2 separate regions of the Rattus norvegicus genome follow, and region 1 is linked to region 2. Evidence: chromatin contacts called from public Hi-C data. All regions are on one chromosome and are shown on one strand. Each heading gives the region's core, a stretch centred on a gene start, on an enhancer-like site or on the middle of the called end of the contact. The rest is flanking DNA. Distances are from core to core; before and after follow the strand shown.

Evidence for each region. Hi-C and Micro-C count contacts between places; a contact is called where the count stands out from the background.
Region 1: a Hi-C map of liver shows a contact between it and region 2, with 2.4 times the contacts expected there. The contact joins two enhancer-like sites. A contact is called at or near these places in 2 of 12 Hi-C or Micro-C datasets (Schwann cells and liver) and 1 of 1 datasets of contacts at active chromatin or transcription factors (oligodendrocytes).

Annotation. Positions count from the first base shown.
Region 1 is chr5:124,514,678-124,519,730 of GRCr8, reverse strand. The region is part of intron 2 of Dab1 (DAB adaptor protein 1); the gene reads right to left. Among named protein-coding and RNA genes, the nearest start is that of Prpmp5l1, 150 kb to the right of the region's middle. Within about 2 kb of position 2,125, at least 4 of the 93 cell types and tissues checked have an H3K27ac peak or open chromatin away from gene starts, as enhancers often do. A contact at or near this core is called in liver, where this site is marked.
Region 2 is chr5:124,384,299-124,389,799 of GRCr8, reverse strand. All of the region lies in intron 1 of Dab1 (DAB adaptor protein 1), which reads right to left. Among named protein-coding and RNA genes, the nearest start is that of Prpmp5l1, 17 kb to the right of the region's middle. Within about 2 kb of position 3,594, at least 2 of the 93 cell types and tissues checked have an H3K27ac peak or open chromatin away from gene starts, as enhancers often do. A contact at or near this core is called in liver, where this site is marked.

The DNA.
Region 1 (5,053 bases), core at 876-3,375, 130 kb before region 2:
GCAGAGAGGAAATGGGGTAGACGTGCTGGAGGACTGTCAGTTCTGTGGATCTCCATTCACTCTGTGGGCATACCTGGAGGGATCTAAGGCACATGCTGTAGACCAGCTTCAATAGCACTGCACAGGAAGAGGAGTGGCTTTATTAAACCAGCCTTCTCAAAGAATCCCCAGCCAGGATCAGGCTGCCCAAAAGGCAGTAGGAGTGGGAAAGAAGAAAGAGACTCAAGAAACGAGGAGTAGATTTAGGGAGTCCCTAGGGTCTGTTATCATCAGGAAAGAGCCAACAGTCTTTCACAGCCCACAAACAAAACAATTAAACCATTCTTTGCAATGAATAAAGGACACCTGTGGTATTATCACCCTCATTCCCAACTTGTTCATATTGTGAGTACATGTATTATTAACATAATACTTCACATTGCAAGTACATTTATTATTAACATAAACTTTCCTGTGTGGAAAAGCTTGATTGCAGGCATCCTCTGCTCTCCGAATAGTGTAGTCTTTCTGATGAAAACTAATTGCTTTGAAGGGGGAGGGGTGCCATGTTTGGACACCTTTAATCAGCGCATTACCTGATAGGACATTTATTAAGAATAAAACATTTCTTTTATTCTATAGCTGCCTCAGCACTTGTTAAGATGAGGATGGGGGAGGGGAGCACAAGCCTTTATCATCTCCCGATCTCGCTAGCAAATTGGCAATTTATGCACAGAATATTACAAATACTGCTGAATTATTTGAGCCTGGAATTAATTTAGAGAATCTGCCCCTTCTTTGAGAGCCCAGGGATTTGGCTTATCTTTATTTGCCGAAGGAACCATGTCACTGAAAGCAGTCTCGGGATTATTTCAAGTGAATGAATAATGAAATTGCCTAGCTTTCTAATGGTTTCCAAATTCCATGGCTACCCCAGCACTCGATGATGGGCTAGCTCATCAGTGGGCATTCACAGTGTGGGTGAAGCCCATCGAAGCTCGGCACAGGAGTTTCTGTACTGAGTAATTAAAGCTAGTAAGGAAAACCCAGTGTCACCGGGGGTTACAGACTGCTGCTTTGGAAAATGGAGGAGAGACATTTCATCCTGCAGACAGCATCATTAGGGCAACGCACACAAGATAATCAATTACCCAAAGCATCTATTTTTTTAAAATAATCCTTCGCTTGCATGAGAACCTTTAATCACATCAGAAATCACTGATCTTGCCAGACATGAGCATATACCACACAGGGCAGTAGACATTCTGGCTTTTAGAAGTGGGGGAAATTCAAACTGATAGAGCAAGAACTCAAATGGACAATCTTTTCCCACAAAGTTTGCTTTGCTACATACTATGTACCATGGGTAACCATCTAAAAATATTCCAGTCACCCATGCTGATCAACTACGTAACTAAATATCACTTTATTTACTTTTTTTGTTAAGCTAATGATGTTTATTATAGAAAACTTGAAAATATAGATGCAAGAGTGAAAATAAAATAGAGGCTTAATCTGCAAAATCAGAGGTATGCATGTTTAATATTCAGAGTATTTTGCTCTAGCAATAAACTTCTCTACACACGTACATGATTTTTTTTCCACTCGTAAGTATTTTTCCAAGTCCTTGATGGCTAAATGTAGAAATGCATATTTTTCTGGAATATAATACTTATTTGTCCACAATATAGAATGGAAAAAAAAAACTGGTTGTTTTTAAAGACTGTTGATTCTTAACACTCAAAATACGTATAGGTAAATGGCCAAAAGATACTTAATGAATGGACAAGTTAAATAGACAAACCAATGACTAAATGCCTTTCTTTCCACAGTCAGATGACAAGTTGTTGCTTTTTCCAAACACTAGCATACACAATCTGACCCTCATCCTGATAACTTCTGAGACCTAGAAGGTTGAGTCAAACCTAGGGACTACTATACCTGGTTAGATTTTTGTCAACACAATACAGACTAGGGTCATCTGCAGAAGAGAAACCATAATTGAGGGATTGCCCCATCGGATAGCCTGTGGGGCATTTTCTTGGTTAATGATTGATGAATAAGGACCCAGCCCACTATGGGTGCCACCACTGGGCAGGTAGCACGGGTTGAACAAGCCTCTGGGAGTACGCCAATAAGCAGCTCTTATCCATGCTTCCTGCCTCTGCTCTTGCTCAGCTTGCTGCCCTGACTGCCCTTCATGATGGACTGTGATGGGGAGAAGTAAGCCTTCCCTTCTCCAGGTGCCCTTGGTGTGGTGTTTCTCAAGCATTAGAAAGTAGAGTAGGATAGAAATCCTGCTAACTCTGTGCTGGACACGCAGCCTTGTGTATCCATAGGTTCCATGCCTACCCATTCAGAGGGCTGCAAATACTTGGCAAAAAAGGCGTGGTGACTGTCATGAAGAGGTGGAGACTTGTTTCTTGCCATTACCCTCTCAACCATGCATTAAAAACACAGAAGAGTGGCCAATGGCAGAGTAGCTGCATTGTGTTGGGTATAACGAGCTCATGGAAAGCCCACCAGAAGTGATATGTAGGTTGTGTGTACATACTGGGCTGTTTTATGTAAGGTACTTTAGTATCCAGAAGACTCGTCTGTGAAACCCAAGCAGCACATGTGTTTCCGTGACGGTTAACATCCAGATCTTTCATTATTATGTTAAACAAATCAAAACATCTTTAAAAGTCCTCGACTGTCTCCCATGCCTACAGATATCAGGAGGTGAGCTCTGCATACTCACAAGCCCCACGAAGAACATTCCTGATAATTCTGTTGAACTGCTATCTCAAGGCATTAAAATAAGAGCTGTAAATATCTCCTGATTAAATATTAACCTTAAGATAAAAAATGACTGTTCAGAGGTTGCGAGTGACTGACTTGCTCTAATGTGCCACTTATGAAATGTGTATCTTAAATCAGCAGTGAAGTGAAACCAACATCATTAACACCACAAAAACCCGGGAGCTTCTATATGCATGATCTTTCCCAGCGTGTTATTAACAGCACACCCCTCCCCGTGCTAGACAGTACAACTGCCCAGCATTAGCCTCTATTACTTTAAAGGCAATTTTATATTTCATATCCAAATTAATAGTTGCTCTCTAACGTCTTATTATGCTTAATTACTTCTCCTTCCCACATCCTCCCTTCCCTCTACACATCCTTTCCTTAAATGATGCTCAAAATCTCCAAGTACAATCAGAGATCACATAAGCTGCTCAGCTGTGGATGCTGACAACACTAAAGGTGGGGTCTTGAAGGCAAACGCTCAGATTTAAGAGGAAAGTCTCTGAGAGGACCACAATAGGTCATCTCAAAGATCTGGTTAAGAGGAAAAAGATGTAAGGGCAGTTCTCATCAGGATCTTCTCGATGCCACTGCAGCACCTCTTTCTCTCAGAAAGGGTCTCAGGAGCTACCTTAGTCACAGCTCTCACACATTTAGCCCCCACTTTTCAGATTCTCACCCCATATGCACTTGCTTTGTTCTTCAGGTTCAAACCCTGGGATGGAGTGAAGATTTCTGTATCCACTTCTTCTTCATCAAAATTCCATCAAGGAATGTGTCTGCCATTCGGTCTGCTGGTTCTTAAGGTAAGATTAGCATCTTTCAAATGCCTCTTGCCCTCCAAGGTACTGATCCGATCTCAGCCAGTTGCCTCCAGTTTCCAGAGAAGCCAGCAGTAGACAGTCTCCTAAGCCACCCTGGTCCTTGGAACTATGCTGACTCTGCAAGGCTAAGACCATGTGCCACAAAATAGTAGGGCCAATATTCAAGTGGCTTTAGGGACCAGGGATACACTCAGCCATGATATATCATATATCTATGAGTTTATTTAGGGCCTGGGAACGGTAGTTGAAGAGGTAGTAGAGACAGAGAAAGGCAGAGAGGCGAGAGGGAGGGAGGGAGGGAGGGGAAGGGAGGGAGAGAGGGGGGGGAGTAGACAGAGGCCAACCATGAATACATGGAGAGATGGGGGAGGAGGGAAATAGGGAGGGAAAGGACAGAGGGGTAAGAGGGGATGAGAGCAAGAGCCATGTTTTTCAATTCTTCCCCCTCAACCAAACTTTGGGATCCAACCTTTCCCATTTACACTCAGTTTTCCTGATAAAATATTATCCTTTTCTCTGACAGTCATCATTTTTCTGAGCTCTACTCAATGCTTTTCCAAACAACTAAACCTTCCTTTGAGCAAGAAGCAGCCTTAGGGCCCAGTTTGGTATCCAAGGCCCTACCTCTTACAAACAGACTGTCCAACCCCATCATTCCCAGGTGCCTGCATAGCACTTAATCCAGTTCTCACGATGTGTCCCACTAGGGAGTCTGAAGTTCTGAGTGCTGACTATATGCAGCCTGGTTAAAAGCTCAAAAGAAAGTCGAACAACAGTTTCATGTATCCATGGTGCACAAGCTACAAACATCACTTTTACAGCATCTCAGTAACCTTTATCAGTCCTGTGTGAGCATTCCACGTTAGAGATGCAGAAAATATGACCGAGGTTTGGACTTGATCCAGATCTCTGTGCACAGGTCACATTCCCTTTCTATCTGTAGTCATTTTGCTTACTGTGTTCTCTCAAGGTCTGTGATGCCAGAAGACTGAAATCATTTCTGCTGAGTAGAAATAAAGGGCCAAGAGGGCTGTCTTCTTACTAAAGGCTCCAGTAGACAACTGTGTCTGAGTCCTGTGGTCTTTCTTCACCATTTTTCAGCTCAAATGCTCAGTGTGTGACCAGAGGTCCTTCCTACTCCCATCCCATAATCCTCTTAGGTACCTTCTCTACTCAACCCACCTCCTATGGAACCTCCCCATCCCAGCACCCTTCCAGGTATACTCCTATCCTTACCACACCACCCTCCCAGAGACCCCATACGTCCATCCTTTCAGAGACCTCCCCACCTACCCTCCTCCCACAGACCCTCCCCAACCCTAACAGCCTTCCAGGGGTGCTCCCTATTCTGTCATCCTCTAAGAGATCTTCCTGATCCTGGCCATTTCCTTTCTCAAATAGACAAACCCTCTCTCCTGCTTTCCTCCGGACTCCTCTAAGGGCTGCTCCCTGTATACTTT
Region 2 (5,501 bases), core at 2,345-4,844:
CATGCTACAACAGAAAGAAAGAATAGTCAAGAAAAGAAAAAAAAAACCAACTTACTTACAAAAGGCAGACTCATCAGAATCTCACTACATCGTCCAAAAGAAACTCTGAAAGCCCAAAGAGTATGAGATGATATACTACAAGTCCTTAAAGCAAATGCAAGCTAAACAAGATTATCATAGCCAACAAACATATTTTCTTAATTGATGGAGAAATAAAGACCTTCCAGGACAAGCAAACGCTAAAGCTAAAGCAATTGATGACCACAGTTAACAAAACAGAAGAGACCCAGAGGAATTCTACACCGGAGAAGAAGATGGTATAACATGCTAGCACAGGACAGAAGAATACGTCTCATAGGAAAACTGATCAAATACACGAGAACAAGAACCAAGCACACCCAGCTTAGTAAATTAGCAAATCTCTGGGATAAATAAAGGGGAAGGGAAATAAGAATAGCTGTGTGAGCTAAACAATGCAAATTACAGAAAAATCATCAAATCTCTCTCAATGATAATCATAAATGTTAGTGGCCTTAACTTCCTAATTAAAAGACACAAATTAGTTGATTAAGTAGAAAAGTATGATCCATCCATTGGCTGTCTGTAAGAGACAGCTTACTGATAAAGACTCCACAGACAATATGTCAAAAGAGAGATTCTGTATACCACACGACGGAAGCAAGAAGCAGGGAAAAGTTCTTCTTTGTATCAATTCACACTTCAAAGTTAATCTGAGAAAATAAAGTTACTACATATTAATAAGGTATATACTCCATCAACACTATTACAATGGTTATGAATACACAGCATTGACTGCTGGCATGCCAAATCTCTTAAACAAACAGTACTGGACATAAGGGAACAGATACGTTTAGATAGTGGGCACTTTAATATCCAATTCTCATGAGTAGAAAGATTATCAAACAAAACTGTAACAAAAAACTTCAGATTTAAACTGTATCTTACATCAAATGGACTAAACAGATATGAACAGAACATTCCAGCCAACAGCTGATAAGTATGCATTCAACTCAACAGGCCGAACTAGACCACAAGCTGCCTTGTGTGTCAAGCCCTAACAACGTAGAATTGAAATAATTTACCAGATCTTATCAATCCAAATGGAATAAAAGTCGTAAGCAACAGCAAGAGAAACAACAACCTTCACGAACACATGATGATGGAACTTGAAAGACTTGGTGGGAAATTAAAAACTTCTTAGAATCGGGTAAAACTGAAAATCCAATTTTCTAGAACTTTTAGGATGTAGGAAAAGCAATTCTAAGAGGAATTCCTATGAAAACAAAATAAAAACAAAACAACAAAGAGAGACTTCTAAAGATGCATTTAAGATCCTGGAAATAAAATGACACAAACCATGCAAACCTGGAATTAGCAGATGGAAATAATGAAGAGCAGAGCAGAAGTTACTGAAATGAAAAGGAAGAACTCATACACGATGCGTTCTTTGAAAAGGTAAGGCTTTAGCCAAACTAACCACAGAGAGGCAAGACCAAAAGTAATAAGATTATAAATGAAGAAGGGGGTAATGAAGTTCAGAATATCATTAGGAAATACCTCTAAAACTAATAAATCATAGAGGAAACAAATTTCTAGATATACCATCACCCTCCATAATTAAACCAAAAGCATATAGAAACACTTTAGAACCCTATACGAAATAATGAAATTGAAAGAGCCCAGCCTACTTCCTCCAAAAAACAAAAACAAAAAAGCCCAGAACCAGAGAGAATCGTAAGACTCACTCCTGGGTTCTACCAGACCTTTGAAGGTAAAAAATGCTACCAATCAGATCAAGCAATTAACCACTCAGACCATCCAAACAATCAGGGTGGTGGCTATTCTTGGTTCCTGGCTTCAACCTGACTACATCTGGAATTCACTGAAACACAGCTGCTGGGTACAGCTCTAAGGGAATTTTCTTGATTGAATAATTTGCATTGGGTAGACTCACCTTAGGTCTACAAGCTCTGCTGGCGACCTATGTGAAGGATATGTAAGAAGGAAGCCCTCCATCTTTGCTTGCTTCCTTTCACTCTTGATGGTTAGCAGGCTCATTCCTTCAGTGGTCTTAAGCCTATTTCATCAGGATTCTGGTAATAGTCAGCATATAGCAGCTGAGACAACTAGTCTCATGGAATTGGTCTTTTCCATTGGGGGACAGCCATTGTTGGAACAGTTCTAATGACAACCTATAATCCTGTAAGTCACTCTAATAAATATTCATATATTTATTAATGGGTCACCAACTGGGTCACATCGATCAACCAATCAGCCAGCCAAGCAATTACTCAATCAACCAATCAAATCAATCGAAACATCAACCGGCCAATGAACTGGTCTAAGACACTCTACTCCCTGTATTCCTTGTATGGATGTTTACTGCCTAAAAGCATGAGTTGGATCACGTGACCTTTGGGCGGTCTGTTTTATCACAAGAGGGAGAGGTAGTGAGCATCAAGGAGAAGGAAAGCAATGAGGAACGCTGTGATCAAAATCATCTAGAGCAAGGTCACACTGGGTGTTCGTCCCAGTGCCATAGCACACGTACATCCTAGCTCCTTCAACATTTTGACTGGATTTAGCTGGTAATTCTGTATGTTATGCTTGGCATGCTTGCTTTGAATCACTACCGAATTGCATCCTGTTTTGTTAAATGGGTTTCTTTTAGCCCATCAAATACACTAATAAAAGCCTAAAAAAAAAAAAATCTCTTAAAATCCATACCCTCACCAAAAAAAAAAAAATCCCATAAAATAGCAGATAAACAGATATTGGCTTTGCCCTTTACAGATGAGAGAAATAGAACGTGTCAAAATCAAGTAACCTGAAACTTGTGTTGATGCTGGTCCAGCCCCAAACATTTTTATCTCCATAGCTCAAAAGAGGAACACAGGCTACCTCTGGGTAGAAACAGTGTAAGTGACATTTGCCACAATTTCATTCTCCAAGCCCAATTAACATGAGACTAGTTTAACCTTTAAAAGTTGTAAAAGAGAAACACATTCAACTTGGCTTGAGTCACTACACAGTTAACAGCAGGCTGCTGCGTGCCTGGTTCCTTGCTTAAAAACGGGTTAATTACAGCGCTGGGCTCTTTCATATTCTGCCAGAGCTTTGCTTCAAATCTAATTTCTCAAAGTATATTGCTAGACGCTAATGAAAACCCGAAGAGACACACGCATTCAGGAGATGTATAGCCAATGAATTTCCTGTTGTTTTTATACTGAACAACTTTTTTTTTATATCCTAACATTTTTATGCCAGCTATGAAAAAGATAAATAAATATTTATGACATTCACTCAATTCCACAGTAACTACTAAGTTGCTGGTATTCTCAACTCTGGATTGAAATGTGCATATTTCAGTGGGTGGGGAGTCTCAACCCTCAATGAGGAAGCCAGGCAACACTGTCATTAAGGCCGGAAGACTTCTCAGTTGACACACTGCAAGGATATGGCTTGAGAGCAGAACATGAGGGGCTTAATTACGGTGGCTGCAACAGCGGCATTCCAGACCTCAGTGCTGCCGAGCCAAAAGCAAAGAGCATGCCAGCATCACTGTGGACAAGGTTCGAGCTTTTACCGTGCATCAGCAATGTTTAATCACAAAAGACAAACAAGGTGACTGGGGAAATAAAAAGACACAAGGGCCAATTTCAACACTCCTGCAGACATTTTGTCATTTACTAAGAAATGGTCTGCTCCCCCCCTCTTTGTTTATTGATTGAGTTTCCACTTGTAGCTTTCCACATAGCCACAAACCTACTACTTATGAAGAAGAGACCAGAATTCCTCAATAGGTACTGCACATAGTTTTTGCTTGTTTGTTTATCTAACTTAGTGCCTGATCTTCAGAGGATTCATGTCCGTGAACTCTTGAGACACACACACACACACACACACACACACACACACACACACACACACTTCCTACTTCAGAGTCTCCAACATTCCCTACAGAGGCCACTGCAATGGTCCTTCTCATCGGTTTCACTCAAGGAGGCCCATCCTTGCGGGCACCTGAGTTTGCAGTTCTTACCACAGGAGATATTTATAAGACGATTAATATACACCACACCTGATATACACCGCTTCATTATAAACCAAATAAACTTAGCACTATTTCTCTACAGTCTGCTCCTTCGCTACAGACAAGAGGAGGATCTGGAAAGGCAAAGATTGAACTTCTAAGACTTAGGAACCACTACTGGTCCTTTCAGTCGCATTTGCCACAGCTCCTATATCCCTGCTCCATGCTCATAGTCTATGATCCACTTGTCCCAAACTGCCCAGCCTTCTCCAAACATAATGCTGCATACCATTGCCGTCACTGAGGTCCTCTGACCCAGAAGGTCTTGTCTTCTGTCATACATTGTATGCACTCAGAGGGTAAGAACAGTTTCTGCCCCATACACCAGATAATTCCGGAGCCCAACACCAACAACTCTCTCTCAAAATTCTTGACTCAGAGGCCGACCCTTCCAAACTAGCAAAACCCACACTTTAGCTAGCGCTTGCATTGCACAGAGCCACAAGCTTACTTATTTGCACTCCACTGACTATTTCTAGAGAACGTGTGCCTTTTTCGTATGGTCGCATCTACAAAGCAGATCACTGTGCACAGGACTGCACATGAGCTCCATAAATAGTGGGTAAATGGATGAAGTAATGAAGCAGAGAGTCATTTCATACAAATCTTTACTTTTTATAATGGACAATGAAGTAGCCATGTGCCACCACATCATCACCATCACTCCCATTGCTGCCCAATACACCCACCTCCATCTCACCAACCCTAGAACCCAGCAGCCACCTCTCAGAAGCCAGAGTCTCAAGACAAGCCCTTTTGTGGATGTAGTACAGCCTAGGAGAAGAAGAGGGTTAGAATCCCACCCACGGTCATTATTCTGCATGTTTCCATTCCATGTTCTACTCTTTCACATCCTTTCCTTTTAAATATAAAATTAAATAATGACTTGTTTAGGTAACAGTCATCATGATCGTAATACCTGTTATATGCTCAGAAGACAGCTCGCTGAACAATACATGCAGAATTCAATTCTAGCCATGACATGCTTGATGTCTTTACCTACAGAACATCTCTCATCTCTCCTTCCTCTCGAGTTTTCTATAAGTTATGGGTTAATAAACTTTCCCTACGAATATGGCTTTATGAATCTTGCAAAATAGTCAGAAAAAGAAAATCTTTTCTTATTCATCTCCAACATGAATTGCAGCCGACGAAGTCCCGTGTGGACTGACAACAAATGACACCGCTCTCCATAGCAAATTGTGTTCGGGGTGGTAGCTGTTCGCTCTCTCCAGTGGGATTTAAAGTAAATAAATATCAAACTGCCTCCTAACTTGTGAGAATAACAAAGGCCTGTTAGGTCACCAAAAACCATGACCGGATTCTTGGGATAGCAAGAGAAAAACGTAGCACAACATGGCATTAAGTCAAGTTCCCCCTTCCCCCC